Regions from separate parts of the Oryctolagus cuniculus genome. Here region 1 is linked to region 2. Evidence: chromatin contacts called from public Hi-C data. All regions are on one chromosome and are shown on one strand. The core of a region is the stretch at or near the end of the contact, and the rest is flanking DNA. Distances in the headings are between cores, read along the strand shown.

Evidence for each region. A called contact is a pair of places that touch in the nucleus more often than the background predicts.
Region 1: a contact with region 2 is called in a Hi-C map of liver, with 3 times the contacts expected there. The contact joins the promoter of MACO1 here to the enhancer-like site in region 2. A contact is called at or near these places in 2 of 6 Hi-C or Micro-C datasets (ear pinna and liver).

The regions. Positions count from the first base shown.
Region 1 is chr7:145,934,078-145,936,857 of mOryCun1.1, reverse strand. MACO1 (macoilin 1) reads left to right here and starts at 1,348. Exons shown (of 9, transcript XM_070079065.1): 1 at 1,348-1,520. The coding sequence starts at 1,441.
Region 2 is chr7:145,884,210-145,886,909 of mOryCun1.1, reverse strand. The region is part of intron 4 of MACO1 (macoilin 1); the gene reads left to right. LOC138850710 (a long non-coding RNA gene) reads left to right here. Exons shown (of 2, transcript XR_011390836.1): 2 at 1-1,422. Among named protein-coding and RNA genes, the nearest start is that of MACO1, 50 kb to the left of the region's middle. Within about 2 kb of position 1,274, at least 3 of the 8 cell types and tissues checked have an H3K27ac peak or open chromatin away from gene starts, as enhancers often do.

The DNA.
Region 1 (2,780 bases), core at 99-2,598, 50 kb before region 2:
CAAAACCGTGGAAAGACGCTGTGTACGCCGGAGAACAGGAGGCGGGACTTCACAGCCATTCGGCCCCTGTTCCCTGTGGTACAGTAATGTCATCCGTGGGGGAAGTGCGAGGAAGGGCAACGCAACGGGACGCCAGCAGCAGTCGTGCGGAGGCTGCGAGGCTCTCCGGCTCCTAGGCGGCATGTCCCCAGCTCCCTCTGCCAAGAATCCTGGCGGTCCTTTCTGATGGTTGCTCCGCCGTCCGTGCATGGCAGGGGCGTTAACGGGGAGAGACGCCAGTCGCCCAGCACAGCGCTACTACGGGTGGAGGGTCGCCGGCCCGGCGCCGCGGCCTCACAGGAGCCCAGCCAAGGCTCCGGTCCCCGCCCCGGGGCGGGCACGCCCCCAGTGACGAGGCGCGGCGACGGCGGCGGCGGCGGCGCCCTCACAGGTCCCGCGGACCCAACGCGGCCTGCGGACGTGGAAGCCCCGGCCGCGCCGCCCCGCACAGCCCGGCGGCCTCGCGCGACGTCGCGCGCCCCACGGCCACGCCCCCCGTGACGCAGCGCCCGGGGGCGGGAACCGCGGCGGCCCCGCCCCGCGCCTCCTGCGATTGGCCGCCGCGCTGTCACCACGTCGCGGGAAGCTGGCAGGGTGTGTGTCCGTGTGTGTGGGGTTTGCTTTGTCATTCGTACCCCCGCCGCGCGCTGACGCGGCCGAGCTGGCCGAGCGCTCCGGCGTGCGCAGCGAGGGCCCCGGCGCCGCTCCCGGGACGCTCCCTTACATAATGACGCAACGGGCTGAAGCACATGTCAGCGCAGAAACCCCACACGCCGCACGCCCGGGCTTCAGGATCCCATTGCTGGGCGAGAGCCCACTCTGCCCTTCGGCGCGGCGTGCTCTGAAATGGATTCTAACACAGTGACACACGCAACCCCAAAACCCTGAAGCGTATCTTCGCAACAACGCATAATATAGGATGTTATATTTATAGGGCCTATTTATAAGCCTCTATTTAACTCTTTTCTGATAGGCCCTTCAGCGGGTCCAGACACCATAACGATTGGCGCATTCTTCCGTCCTTCAAGGAGGCGGGTTCTAGAGTCCGTTTTGCTCCAGTGGGCCCTCGGATTGGCCATCGGCAGCCTACCGGCGTCTTCGATTGGTCCCGCGGGCCGTCCGTCGGGGCCGAGGAGGCGGGGCAGAAGGCTGGCTGGTGCTGGGCGGGCGGGCCCCGGAATTGTCATTTCTTTGTTTCCGAAGGCGGAGGAGGCTCTGAGCCCCCCCTCCTCGTGCCACCCCCTCCCCCCGGGTGCTGGCTCCATGTCTGTGTGACCGGCCCCAGGGGTAGAGTCCAGGCCCGACGCGGGGCGGGCCGGCGGCGGCGGCGGCGGCGGCGGCTGAGGCGAGAGGCGGCGGCGGCGGCGAGGGCGGCGCGGGCACCGGCCCCCCAGCGGGAGGATGAAGCGGCGGAACGCCGACTGCAGTAAGCTCCGCCGCCCCCTAAAGCGGAACCGGATCACCGAGGGCATCTACGGCAGGTGAGCGGCGGCGCCCCCTCCGCCGGGCGCGGGCCCCGCGTCCCCCGCCGCTCCGGAGGGGCCCCGGCCCCGTTATGTAACCCCGACTAGGCCGCACGCCCGCGCCGGGGGCTCTGCTGGCGAGCGCTGCCCCGGGAGCGGCCAGCCGGCCCGCCGGGGGTCCGCCCGGGGGGCGCGGGGCGTGGGGAGGGCGCGGCGGGCGCGGGCCGAGGAGCCGCCGCACCGCCGTTGGGGCGCCCGGGCCCGCCGGGGGGAGGGGCGGCGAGCCCCCTGCCCGCCCGGCGCAGCGCAGCCCCCGGCCCGCGCCGTCGGGCCCGGGGGGCCTCTCCGCGCTGGCCTGAGCCCGGACGCGCGTGGACCCTAGGCACGGGGGGTGCGGAGCTGGCGAAGTTGGGCAGCCCTGGCCCCTCGGCGCCCCTGGGTGGCGGCCACGCCGCCCCTTCTTTCGCCTTCTGTCTTATGGGACCTCAAACTTGGCACCCGGGGCTGACGCCCCGAAATCCTGCCCTGGGACTCAGTCTCCTGGTGAACAGTATTTTGACCATTCCGAGCAGATAGTCCCCTCGAACGGTTTCCGAGAGCTTTTCTCCAAAGTCTTTTTTTCCCCCGTCTCTTCTCCAAAAGGAAAGCAGTGTCCCTTTAAATAGAAATTGCACTCGGTCCTCCGAGGAGGACAACAGGTTCATGGGGCAGCGCAGGGACGTCGGTGGCTTCCCCAAGCCGACTTGGTGCGCGGCTGCTAATTTCTGGTCTGCTCACGGTGCGCGCTCTGAATGGGACGTGCCTGGCTGAGGAGGCGACTTCGGGGGAGAGGTGATGGGTGTGCAAAGGGGCCTTCTCGGCGTGGGGACATGCGCTTCGCCGAGTGCTGGGGGTGGGCCGCGGGGGCTCGGAGAAGTGTGTGCGGACGCGGGGGACCCCGGCTCGCCGTAACAGGACTGCCCGGCCCGGGCGTGCTGTTTGTTTACACGCGTGGGGTGTTTGCGCATGTGAACACTGGCGTTTTTCCGTTTTTAACTTTAGGTAAAAGCGTCAAGAAAAAGTGCAAAGGTCTTGGCTGTGCGCTCTGTTAGGGGCTGCAGCTCACGGGAGTCATTCATTCGCTCTGCCCTTGCGCACGCTGTGTGTGTGTCAGGCCCTGTGGTAGCCGCTGAGCAAATGACTGGGGAAAACACTCCAAGATCTGCGCTGAGTTAGCCACACCGATGTTTGCTCAGACCGAAACAGCAAAAGTATTTTTCCTGAAGACCTAATGGGTGG
Region 2 (2,700 bases), core at 25-2,524:
CCAAGAATTCAGCTCTGGCCAGGGCTAGCTTGGGAATTGGTGTGGTCCAGACATCTGAGAGCCACCTGGTATGACATTTGTCCTTACTTCAGGAAGAGTCAAAGCTTGGTGCAGCAGACCTAAGAACCCTGCACTGGAAGACTTAAGAACGGGGGTGGAACCTTTCAGGAAACCATCACTGGCTGTGTTCTTTCTGCTTGGGAGGCCTGTGTCCTGGGGCGTGAGCCTGGCTGTGATGGTAAATTCCTAGAAATTCCGAAGCCTTGGGAGGGCGAAGAGCCTTTTCTTAAGGGGAAAATGGAAATCTGGGGAAAGCTGTAATATTTTGAACACTCTGTTTATTTCTCTCTAGATTCATTTTGTTATTTTAAGCACACCAAAATGTTACTTAGTTTGCTCCTATAATTAGTTCTGTTTATTTGGAGATTTGAGAGCCTAAGGGGAAATGGAGAGAAGTTTCTCAGGACTTTTTCCAGGAATCTCTAAGCCACTGGTGGCCCTGCCTCAGAGGACAGGGAGAAATGGAGAAGCGCTGTCACAAAGTTTAGCTCCTTCCTTTGCACTGAGGAGTGTTCAACTGATACTTACATCTAGGAACTAACTCAAATGACCAGATCTGGGCCGTAAAGAAATATTTTGGAGCATAGGGATTGATGACAACCTAATTTATAAGTAAGCTGCCTAATGTTCTAATCGCTTGAGTATGTGCTTTAGGACTCTGTGATGTGACTCATCCCTCTCTTGTTTAACCTTGTGAGGAGAAAAATATCATTGCCCTTCCTTCTGCTTTCTGGTCCACGTAAGCCTTGTATTTAGGTTTTGTGATTTTAGGCTTCTCTCAAAAAGGAGAATGAAGATAGCTAAAGCCAAAAACAGCCAGCTTTTCCCTTTGGCCAGACTTTGCTGGCGTCACGGAGTGCTCAAGGGCGATTCCCTAACAGTTCACAGGCTTCTGAATGGAGCCTTGGCCTCCGGATGCCAGCATTGAGATGGCTGTGGGGCTTCTGCTTGGGTGTGGTCCTGAGTGCATGGTCAGAGACAGTTTACAGTGCTTGTTTTTCATTTCCCCACATTGCAAGATCTCTACACACAATTGAACATGATATAGTCATGAAAAGAAAGGACCATGTCTTCAGACACTGATTTTTAGTAGTGGGATTCGGTGTGACTTGGTGTCTGTGAGACAGAACAAGACGAAGAGAGAAGAGCTAATGCTCTCTGGTGGAACACGAGACCCCAGTTCTGACGGCTCTCCTTTCCACCTTTTCCTGTCCCTTGTCAGGAACTGGGCTGGGTCAAGGTTAGGAGTGGGTGGAGCTCACTCCTTCCCCCAGGAGAGAGGAACAAACTTGCTGGTCCAAATTGCAACAGAAAAGTGGGGGAAAGTTTCAGAACATTGAACTTGCGGTTACAGACACAAAAGAGGAATAGAAAAAAGCCAGGACTTGATTACTGGGAGAAAGTAAGACTAAGCCATCAGTTCAGGAGGCAGAGCCTCTGGGCATTCCCTGGGCAGGTCTCCCAAGAGTGGCCTTTGGGACCATTTCACTCCTTTCTGGAGGCCCTGAAGAGCCTTAATCAGGGAATTACAGTAGTTAGGGAGGAAAGGCAGCAAAGAATCCTCTTGAAAGGTGGAAGGAGGCCTGTCTAAAAGGTAGTGGGGTAAACTCAAGGTTGACTGTTGATGGAGGGGGACAGGGGAGAGTGAAAAGGTTGTAGAGTGGATAAACCCATTGAAAATGTATATTTTCTGGGTACTTGTGTTCCTCATGGCCCAGAAGATTGCTTGAAGTACATCCAGAGAGGCGGCTTTGGCTGTGGGGAAGCGTTCCTCTGTGCTGTCTGCCCCATCTGGCTTGGGTCGCTACAGCAGTATTGTCACGGCTGTAACAGAGCCCAGGCTCAGCAAGGACGGGGGACTGTGCTCTTGTCCATCATGGTACGAGGTGCTTGCTGCACAGAAGGGGCTTACTGAGTGAATTCTACCTTTGGGTGGGGAAGATATTAGAAAGAGGGGAGTCGGAAGGCGGGGCTTGGCACTTTGATGGCAGTGCAGCTCAAAGGCCTTTGAAGTTAGAACCCCTAAGCAGTAGGAGACAGCCCAGGACCAGGCGTCCCGTGCACACTGTTTGTTGTCTTTTAGGCAGTTGTTGTCGGTTTTGTTTAAAAAAAAAAAAAAAAAAAGGAAGATTTTCTACTCCACACCGCTTTCCTTGGTATTTCCCAGAAAGTTTTAGAATTCAGTACTCTGTCAGTACTTTCCCCAAGTCTTTGCAGGAAGCCCAGGGATTGTCTGAAAGTTAGAAGAAACAAGGCATAAAAGTCTTCTGCGGGACTACTAAATCCAGAAAGCCGCCTGCCCTGGCGGGGGTTGGCTGTGCTGCAGGGCTGAGGAGTCTGGGCACAGGCCCAGTCCCAGTCACGAACTTCATGGAAGGAGTGTCATCAGCCTTGTCTCATTCGTCCCTCCTGGTGGGTCTGGCCCTCTTTCTCTGCCAGTCCCACGTCATTCTCCTTGTCTGTGGTAGCTGGAGAGGGAGCTCAGATCCTACATTCCTGTCCAAGCTCTCCTCCAAGGAGATCTCCAGTTAGAATATGTGCTTGGCCTCCCACATTCCACATCAGAGGGCCTAGGTTCAAACCCTGGCTGTGCTTCCAGTTCCACTCCTGTTAATGTGCACCCTGGGAGACAGCAGGTGG